Linked DNA regions of Mus musculus: region 1 is linked to region 2. Evidence: chromatin contacts called from public HiCAR-type data. All regions are on one chromosome and are shown on one strand. The core of a region is the stretch at or near the end of the contact, and the rest is flanking DNA. Distances in the headings are between cores, read along the strand shown.

Region 1 (4,811 bases), core at 542-3,041, 2.6 Mb before region 2:
GCAAACACAGCTGTTCCAGAACTGGGGAACCGCTGGGAGTAAGGCAGCCTGGGCTGCACCGAGCGGGGGCGGGAGGAAGGGGCCGGCAGGGGGCGGAGGTTCCCAGACTAAAGCTTGGACGCCAGCCGGAGACAACCCCCCTCCTGCAGCCGCCACTTCAGGCTGGGAGAGCACCCCTCCAACACACTAAAATCTCCCCACTAGAGCCGCGGGAAGCCTGCTCCCCCACACCCTGCAGGAAGGACACACCCGCCCTCGGGGCGGCTCACGGGAAAGGGGAGGGTGCCAACTTGGACAGCGTATGCAGGGCAGACTATGCGCAGTCGCCTTCCAGGGCACTACGAGTTTTAATTAGTTAAGCAAAGAAATCATCTATAATGACCGCCTGGTCGAGGGTGGGAACTGGAAGTAGCAAGCATAAAATTAGCATCCTTGCGTACTTTCCCCCAGCAATGCTCTTCAGAGACCCCATTTCGCTGCGCTAAGCAGACACCACCCAGAATGGAAGACCCGCCCGTCTCATCTTGTCCAGGTCCAGCTGTAGTCTGGACTCTCAAACTTGCCACCCCCAAAGCCTCTCAACTTAGTGCCAAGTTTCAAGTGGCATTAAATCCTTCTCAAGGCAATATAGGGCTCGGCCCCGCGTTCGACTCTGTCGGTGTGTCGCTCACTCACCGGCCAGGCGAAACTGAAAGGCAGTACGATGCGATTACGGTCGTTGCCACGGCTGGCCTTGAGATTGAAGGTGTTACCCCCGATGACAGGCGTAGACCCTGAGCCGAAGCTGCAGGGTCCCCCGGCAGTGACGCGGGACTGATACTCCTTGAGGCACACTTTGAAGTACGTATCACACTCGTCGCGGGTGCACTTGCGGTCGCCAGGGTTCCGGACTCCACCACAACAGTTCCCATTCTGTAGCTCTCCATTCACGTTCTGCATGGACAGGATCTCCAGCTCAAACTGACCCGAGGCCCCGCACACCTGCCAGCGAGGAAGGAAGGTCAACGCATGAGAAAGTTTTCTCTGAAGGTGGAGGTGGAGACTCCTTGACACCCCCCACCCCCAATACACACACCCCAGGCTGCCAAAGATCCTCGGTGGCAAGTGAAAATAATTTTGCAAAAACTAGGTTTAGGGCTCAACCTGGTTTGGGGGCATAAAAAACACAAGTGCGGGAAAACTAAGACAAGTGCCCCGAAGGACCGTGAGAACGTAATGATCGCATTTTGCCCAGCCTGGAGGAGTTTATCTTTCGAGGCCAGGGGCTCCCCTCTGGGGAACCAGCGTTCCCTCACCGGGTGCTGCCTCTCGGGTGAAAAGTCAGGGTCAGGGAGCCTTGTACTCAAGGGCTCCGGAACTTGCACTGGGAGCCACAGCCGCTCCCGTCCAGAACGCCACGAGGGAAGGGAGAGGACCGCGGGGAGCAAGAGCGGGAGAGAGACTCCTACCTTGGCTCGCAGGGCACAGAGCAGGGCGAGCAGAAGACTCAGGGGGCGCCCGGGCCGGCCGCGCGTCCGTGGGGACCGCATCGCTGCGCCGCGCGCCACGGGCACTCCGGACGCCGCCGCCGCTGCTAGCGCTGGTGCTCCCGCCGAGGCTGCCGTCGTCGCTGCCCCCGCGGCCGCCGCGTCCCGGCTCTAATATACTCCGTGGATTGGAGCATGCACGACTGGAAAACAACACTACTTTTCAAAAGCCCTTTCAAGAGCCGCGCGTTCCAGAAGGCAAAGAGCCCGGCCTCCTTTTATTATTCTGATCGCTTCTTTGAGGCGCTCCCCCCTCTTCCACCTCTCGGCTTTCTTTCCTTCTCTCGCGCTCCCCTTCTTTTATTATTATGATTATGCGCAGCCTTTTATTCCCTTTCAGATCAGCTGCATGAAACGCGGGGAGGGAGGGGAGGAAAAAAAAAAAAAAAACCTGAGCCTAGCTCGCCGGCCGGCTGCAGGTAACACAATGACGCGTGCCCGCCTGGCTCTCGAAGGGACCCGGAGCGCCGGTCTGGGAGCCGGGACTCCGGCTGGCCACCTCTTCTCAACACGCGGAACAAGGCGCATGCGCGATTGTTAATATTCATAAGGGGCGTGCCATCTATTGGGCACGCCCCTTTCCTCCGGGTTGTTGGGGAGGGGAGAAATTGAGAAGGGGTTGGAAGTTGCGGGACGGACCGGGTGGCATGGCCGCCCGAGGGGCCCCCACACGCAGATCAGTGTCCCGGGGAGCCCGGGCCAGGAGAAAGGAACCTGGAAGGACCGTGGAGGAGCCCATGGCTCTGAGAAGCCCAGAGCGCCTCCGCTGGACCGCCCCCTCGGTGCACGGCCTGGGCTCCCTTGCAAGCCCCAGGTGTAGGCGCCGCGGTACGGCCGGAGCAGTTGGGGCGGGCGGCTTCCGCCTTCGGAGCCGCCTGCGTCAGCTGCGGCTTTTGCCCCGGGGAGGAGGGCCTGCCCGCCGGGAACCCGGGCCGCTCCCAGCAAGCGAGCCCAGAGCCCTGTGCTGGCGGCGGCGAGACTGGCGCGCTCGCCGCCGTCTCCTCGCCCCGCAGAGGCGACCTGGGCAGACTCTGCTGGGAACTTTGAAAAACTTTCCCGGAGTCAGACTTGCCGCAAACTCGAGGGAAAGCCTCGGCCGCGCGCCATCCCTTCCCAAATCCATGTCCGTGGAGCCTCGGAGGGGCTCCCAGCGTCCTTTCCAGACCGCGCCGGGGCAGAGGCGTGGGGGAAGCAGGGGGAGTGGCCGGCGGGCACCCGGGGGCTCAGCCCGGACTTCGGGAAGGGCTTTCTGAGACGCCGAGGGCTCCGCCAGCCTCCAGCCCGGGCGCAGTGGCGGGACTGCACCTGTAGGCGGCCTCCGCGCTGCTCTCTGGGTGGCGAGACGCGGCCTGAAAAGAACCTAACCGCTGTCGTGGTCCACAGAACTTGGCTTCTCCTGGGTGGTGGTGGAAACCGATGCCATTTTCCACCTTGAGGCAGGCCTCGCAATTAGCAGCGACACTCCTGGTCATAATCAAGGTCAAAGGGAACCCAAAGGCTGGCTGAAGTCTCTGCCAGCTCCACTCCAGGCGGGTTTAAACGGAGCTCTTTAGGAAAACAGATTTCCATTAAAGGACGAAAAGGGTTTCTTAACTTGCGTTGAGCCTGTCCTGAAGAAAAGCTCTGATTTTTCCGAGATTGCTTTAGCGCCTCAACCCTTCTAGACATCAGGGCATGATGGGTAAAGGGAAAAACAGTTTCCAACATGCTGAACACGACAACATAACAACACAGGTTATTTGTGGTTATCTACGTTTAAAGAGTGGCCCAGCATAGATAGTGCCCCATACCACTTGATGGGGTTGAGAAAGCTGAGTTCCAGGCTAACAAAGATGGTTCCGTAACTTGGGCATTTTAACCACCTGAGATAGGTGATTTCTTAATGGCAATGCATCTCATTCTAACCATTCCCGAGTAACTTAATCCATAATTGGGAAGGGCATATCCCAAATCAGAATGAGTTTGCAACTGGTCACAGAAGCACCTGGCCTACACAGCAGCCACCTGGGCATTTTCCAGTGTGCCCAGTCCTCCTCCACCCAATGATCACGAATGCAAAGCATCCCGTTTTCAACATTAATTCAACACAGGTTTTTGTTTTTGTTTTTGTTTTTTTCCCACTAAAGTTTCCAGAAATATAACAGTCCTCACTTCTGATTGGACTTCTTACCTGCATCTCTAGTCGCCAAGTTAGGGTGCTCAATAACGCTTTTATAGCAAAGGATTGGTGGTGTGGAAAAGCCACATAGCCCACAAAGACTGCAGTGGTCTTAGAGTCTATATTTCTTGAGGTCCCAAGGTCTAAAGCTGTTTTAAAATGTAAAGCTGTATCCAATGATGCATGCCCCATGTCCCACACTAACCCCTAGAAGGCGGCTATGGAGCCAGAGTTTTTAGTTCAGAAGGTTTGAGCCAGCCACCTGAGTTACATTGGAAGACTACCTGAGATTTATAGTTGCTCTGCTGCTAACAATCTGGGCTTCGTGAAAGCTGAGATCAGTACCTATCTAACAGTGAGTTTAGCTCACTTCACTAAAAGGAAAGTTTTGAGGAGTAAAAAGCACCTAATGGCATACTGGGAATGTCAAATCACTAAGAAACACCAAAGGCACAGCAAATAACACAGAGCCTCTAGTCTTTTCTGTGCCTGGGAACCCACATTTGAGGAAGGCAGTTGTGGGCTATAGGGGATTCTTTAAAAATGTTTTCATTTGGTGCTCTTCCAGTGAGCTGGGACTCCCCCAAGAAGCTTTTTTATACTGCAACAGGCACTGGGTGGAACTTCTGTCCTCAACTTCCTTGATCACCCCTGAAACCTGGAGAATGGGGAACTACTGCTCAAAGAATTCAAAAATGGACATTTCCCCTTGCCAAGCCATAGCCTCCCTTTGAGCTTTGCTTTCCAACTATAAGTGTATAGTTAAGGAAACATTCCCATGGAAAACAACACTTAGCCATCACCATTGCTTCCACCCCAGGTTGCTCCGAGCCAGATAGCAACCTGTTGCAGGTGTTTGGATATCTTCTCTGATTTTAAAAATATGATGCCTCAATTCCCTTTCTACAAAACATACCCAACCTTCATTCATTCATCAACAAACAGCCCTGACTTCCCATGGGACTTAATAAGAGGCATTTATGTTATAATTGTATTTTAAAGCTTCTAATCAACCAAAATTATTTATCAACACTGAGAAGAATCAGCTAATCAATATTTATTGAAAAGTACTGTTGTATGCCGTAGTGTGACTGATCTAAAGAACGCCACGTGAGGAAAATAAGTCG
Region 2 (5,143 bases), core at 2,459-4,958:
TCATTTCCAGATGCTAGAAGCCACCAGCTTGCATCATTGGGTTCCTGGTGGTTTTTTTTCCACAAAATATCAATATCTTTACACATGGATAGTGTCACTAGACTTCTTGCTCCTCACAAGAGGTGAATACAGCTCAAGTTGGTTTATCTAGTTAACATCTTTAAATACAAAAGATCTTGTGGATTAACAAAGAAAAAACTCATTGTTTAATAATGATGCATTTGTGTGTCAGGTTGACAAAGACTCAGATGTATTGTTTAACTTTTTTTGTCAACTTGACACAAGCCAAGATCATCTAAGAAGAGGATTGTCTCATTTCAGTTGAGGAAATGTCTCTATCAGATTAGCCTGTGGGTATCTCTCTGTGGAATTTTCTTAGTTGCTAAGGAGAGGCCAGCTCCCTGTGAGCAGTACCATCCCTGGGCAGATGAGCCCGTGATATACAGGAAAGCAGGCTGAGCAAGAAAGCAACACTCCTCCATGACCTCTGCCTCCCTTCCTGTCTTGAATTCCTGCCCTGCCTTCCCTTCATTATGTACTATGAGCTGTAAGATGAAATAAACCCTTTCTTCCCCAAGTTTCATTAGTCCTGGGGCTTATCATAGCAATAGAACTCTAACTATGAGGAGGGGGAAAGGTGGGAAGGAGGACAAAGGATAGGAAAGGGTTACAAAGTGTGAATATGATTAAAGTACATCATATGCGTGTGTCTTAATGAAGCTCCTTGCCTTGCGTAAGTCCTGTACTCAAGTCTAGAAATAGTAGTGATGATCTGGGAAGATTGTACCTGTCTTGGGAGGTAATGATAGTTGGGAATATCAGAAAATCATGTGTATTTGAATAAGAAAGGGGTATTTTTTTTTCACTTGAACAAAGTGCATATATTTCTAGTTCAATGGCTCTCTTCTGAACAACAATCTGAATAAGGTCACCTTATATCTCTCAGGCTTGCCATACTGCAAGGGAAGGCTGAGTATGTCTTGATAATCACTCAGGAGTCTTAAAACTCCCAAGACTCCACAATCCTTAGATCCAAATGTGGCTGGAAAATGTCTTCTAGCTATAAATTTAGGTAGAAAGAAATAGTATATTGGGGGTTGAGTGGGCTTCTAAAATGCTCTACCACAAAGATGGCCCAATCCAGGTCTTTTGGGAATACAGACAGAATAACAGACACCTTCTATGGGAATATAGTAAGGCCAGTGATAAAGGTATGAATATAGTCCCTTGGGAAATTTGAAGGATGTAGTATTGTTTTCAAACTTTCATCAGCTCCTGGGACAATTTCAGAAATGTGCTTTAAACGGTACTTGGTGGTGCAGTAGACACATGGCTCCCCTTTCGTATAATGTGTGAGCCAATGTTCCCTAAGCCCTCAGCTGCAGGATGTTGCTGGTATCGTTGCTTTGAGAATGCAACCGGTATGTCCTTACCAGAGTATGAATGCATCTGGAATTTGGGTTGCCCAGATTGAAGAGACTTCAGTAGCATTCATTCATACATTTGTTCAACATTTAATAAAAACATCTGACCCCCAAACTCAATTTACAATTTTACAACATTTTACAAAGACTTTGATCTCAAAATCTCCATCTATAATTTTATAAGAATGTACATTCCTTGCAACAGTTTCTTTCCACATTTTTTTTCTTTAGTCATTTTTCCTTAGGAGAAAAAAATATAACTTTTGGATGAGAGAAATGCAGTCGAGGCTCACATGGGGAGACTGGGGGGGGGGGAGACAAAATACAGCATCCTCTCAGCTCTAATCTAGAACAGCCTGCTTTTGGCAACAGGAGTCATTTGTCGCTGTGTGTCCACATTACCACCTGGAAAGTCCACATATCTATGGCCACAGGATTCTAGTTTGCCGTCTTAATTTATCTATTCCACCTGTGTGCTGATTCGGCTGCCTGATACTCTTAAGTGATTCTAATTAGAAAACACGCAGGGGAATCCTTCTGGGATTCCAAAGCTGCTAGAATCCCCTTTGATCTCCCATCTGAACCACCAAGGTTTATTGTTTCAATTTCTCCCCTCAGCGCTCCAGTTGACAATTATTGGTATTTTAGAGCCTAGAGATAGCAATGGGAAGCCAGGCAGCCTAACAGTTGAAAGAGAGCTCTCTGCCAGAGAGGGGAAACCCACCCTTAGTGAAAAGGAAAAGATGCCCATCCCGCACTTTATAAATAGCTGCCAATTTATTAATGAGCTGCTGGGTTTGGCTAGAATTTTAAAGATGTTTTCCAGCATTTTCAAAGAGGCAATAAGTTAACTGGATACAAACAGATGCAAACAGCATGCTGAACCACAACTAGTTAAATTCTGGAAAATGCTAAGACGACCTGAGGAACGTTTGGAGTGGCGAAGAAATTCATCTTAGAGTTTCCAAAGAAAGATTTTAACTCTAAAGACAGTTTAATTAGGAATCTTCTGTCCGTTTCTAGTGATTGTAGAAAGAGGTAGGAAAAGAGAGAAAAGTGGCGTGCCGGTAAGAAAGTTTTATTTGTTTGTTTGATTTCATTCACCTAAGGAGATTTGTGCAACGGTCCTGGGTTGCGGATGAGAAATGGCAATGTGTGACAAGGGTTGTGGGAACGTGTGCTCACGCTTGACTAGGGCTGGGCTCACCGAGAGGGAAGGGCTGAGCTGGCTCAGGGGAGGAAGGAGGCGGAGGGAACACAGTATAAAAGTCTCCAGCCTAACAGAGTGCCCGTCACTCGAGCCACTTGGGGAAGGCAGGAGCCAGAGCCACGCTGGACCCAGTTCTCTCTAGCCTCGTTGGCAAGGATCCCGCGCTCTCCAGATATATCACCCAGCCGTTCTGCTCGCCAGCCGCACCACTTGCAAGGCATGAGTCGCTCCCGGGAGCCCGAGGCTGGAGCGCGGTCATGAGGCGGTGGCGCTGTTGCAGCGGCTGCGTTTCGGCAGCCCCCAAGTCCCCTCCAGGCGCAGCACCCCCAGGATGAGCCCCCAGACTCGAGTCTACCAAGCTGAGAGTCACCCAGCATCCCACTGACGTCCGAGCGCCTTCGCAGCGCACACCGTGTTCTTCGCAGCCTCCCACGCGACACCTGCGCACTTAAGTAGACGCGCGCGGATTGAATCCAACTCACCCGCCTTTCCGACGCTCCAGGGCGCTGTAGGCGCACGGTCTGCTGCACCCAGTGATCAGCCAGCCCAGAGCCCCGCAGCTAGTGTCAAGACCCTTCCGGACCGACAGACACCGTGTCACCCCACCCCCTACCCCCCAAACTCGCTGCTCAAGGTCAGGGTGCGTGGTGGGGTCGCAGACACCTGGTTTGTCTGGCCCCTCCGTTCTCCACTCCTATAACTCCAGCTCTACTTTGCCCATAAACTTTTCTCAGGTGGCCTGGGCGACCCCCACTCGCCCGCAGCCCCAAGCACTAGAGCGAGCAGAGGGCTAGTTCCTTTGCCACAGCGACCTCGGCAGCAAGCACTTAGCACAGCCGAGAAGGCGGACGCAGGCGCCGGCGGGGCGCCCCCAGTTATCCTCAAACGGTGACAACCTCGGTGACCCGGAGCCAGCCCATCCGGGGACTGAGCGAGCGGGGCGACGAAGCTAGAGGTCCCAAGGAACTTGGAGTGAGGAAGGTGGTGGCCCCGAGGGTGAGTGGCTCCCGGCAGCGGGGGCGGGGGAGCCGAGAGTGGAGGTAACTCCGGGCGGCCTCTGAAGCCCTCCTCCTCCTTCTCCTCCTCCGCCTCTAACCCCGCGCTCCTCTGGCGGCCGCTCCCGCTCCAGCTGCGGCACCGCGGCCACATCTGGGGAGCCCATGTGCGCTCGGGGGCTCGGCTGCGCCCGCCCCGCCGCCGCCCCCGCAGTTCCCTGCCCGAAGGGTGGACCCTGGCCGGGCCTGGGTCGCGGACAGCCCCGGGTCCCCATCGCCGCCGCCGGACAGCTCCTGGGATTGCTCCGCCACCGGCTTGGACGTCCCCGGCCCCGCGGTGGCTCCGCTGTGGTGTGGCGGCGGCGTTGGCGGCTGCTCCTGTTCCCCGGGCCCCGTGCGCTCGGCCGAGCCCAGAGCCAGCCCTGCCGGCCCGGGGAGCGGGGCCCCGGTGGGGGCCGAGGCGGGAGCCGCTCAGTCGAGCTCGGGGGCTCCGACTCCTCCTCCCCCGGCGGCGGCGCCGCCGCCGCCGCCGCCAGTCGCGCGGGGTCCTAAAGCCGCGCGACTCAAGAGGATGGTGCGCCTGGCTGCGGAACTGCTCCTGCTGCTGGGGCTACTGCTGCTCACGCTGCACATCACGGTTCTGCGCGGATCCGGAGCCTCCGACCGGCAGGACGCGGCCGCCGGCAACGTCAGCGGGTCCCAGTTGCAGGTGAGTGCGCCGCCGGAGGGGGCGTGCGTGGTTGAACGAAGCTGGGTGGCCCGCAAGGTACTAAGCAAGAGAGCTTGGTACATTGCAGAAGGCGGGTCCTCCGTTCCACCAAGGAGCACTTTTGCCTAGGCAACCGGGTTTAAGCAGAAAAGTTTGGACTAGGGGATCGGGCGGAAGGTGGGTGGGTGGAAGGGTTATGTGTAGAGGCCAGGCCTGCTTCAAAGTTTACCTAGAGAAAGCCTCAGATCTGTCACAGGTTTGGCACCAGGAAGAAGTCTTAGGCTTGGGAGGCATAAGCTGGCTGGAGGATGCTTTTGATGCTGAGTACTGCCAGAGACTTAGAAGTTTGTCTTGAGGCAAGAGAGACTGAGGTGAGGCGACATAAAGAGGCCTTATAAGATAAATCTCCAAGCTATATTTAGGAGAAAGTATTCTGTTGGGTGTGCAAGCAGTGTCAGAGGTCAAGACATTATTTCTGGAGACTAGCCAGACACCCCACCTTTGCCTGAGTGATTCCTTCACCTCTTATGCCCCTATGTACCAGGCAAAGGGCCATAGTCAAGGCACCTGTAGGAATTTGGTCTGGAGTTACTTGGGACTTTTAAACTTCTTCCCGGTGAACATCTGCTTTGAAGGTTCTTTTAGTAACAGGATTCTGTTTCGGCTCCAGGGGGAGAGATGAGGCCAGGGGGCATATATTAGGTCTTGAGATGCCAAATGAATATTGCTGAGTAAAGGTTGCCCACATGGGCTTTTCTATTATGACTTTGGAAAGCCTGCCTCATGGTTTTAGAGGTAGAGCATG

The links. HiCAR-type assays count read pairs that join an accessible place to other places.
Region 1: a contact with region 2 is called in a HiCAR-type map of astrocytes, with 4 times the contacts expected there. The contact joins the promoter of Jag1 here to the promoter of Ism1 in region 2. A contact is called at or near these places in 1 of 484 Hi-C or Micro-C datasets (embryonic stem cells) and 2 of 115 datasets of contacts at active chromatin or transcription factors (astrocytes and embryonic stem cells).

What each region holds. Positions count from the first base shown.
Region 1 is chr2:137,114,729-137,119,539 of GRCm38.p6, forward strand. It overlaps Jag1 (jagged 1), which reads right to left and starts at 1,792. Exons shown (of 26, transcript NM_013822.5): 1 at 1,449-1,792; 2 at 676-981. The coding sequence starts at 1,529.
Region 2 is chr2:139,674,470-139,679,612 of GRCm38.p6, forward strand. It overlaps Ism1 (isthmin 1, angiogenesis inhibitor), which reads left to right and starts at 3,709. Exons shown (of 6, transcript NM_001276489.1): 1 at 3,709-4,338. The coding sequence starts at 4,201.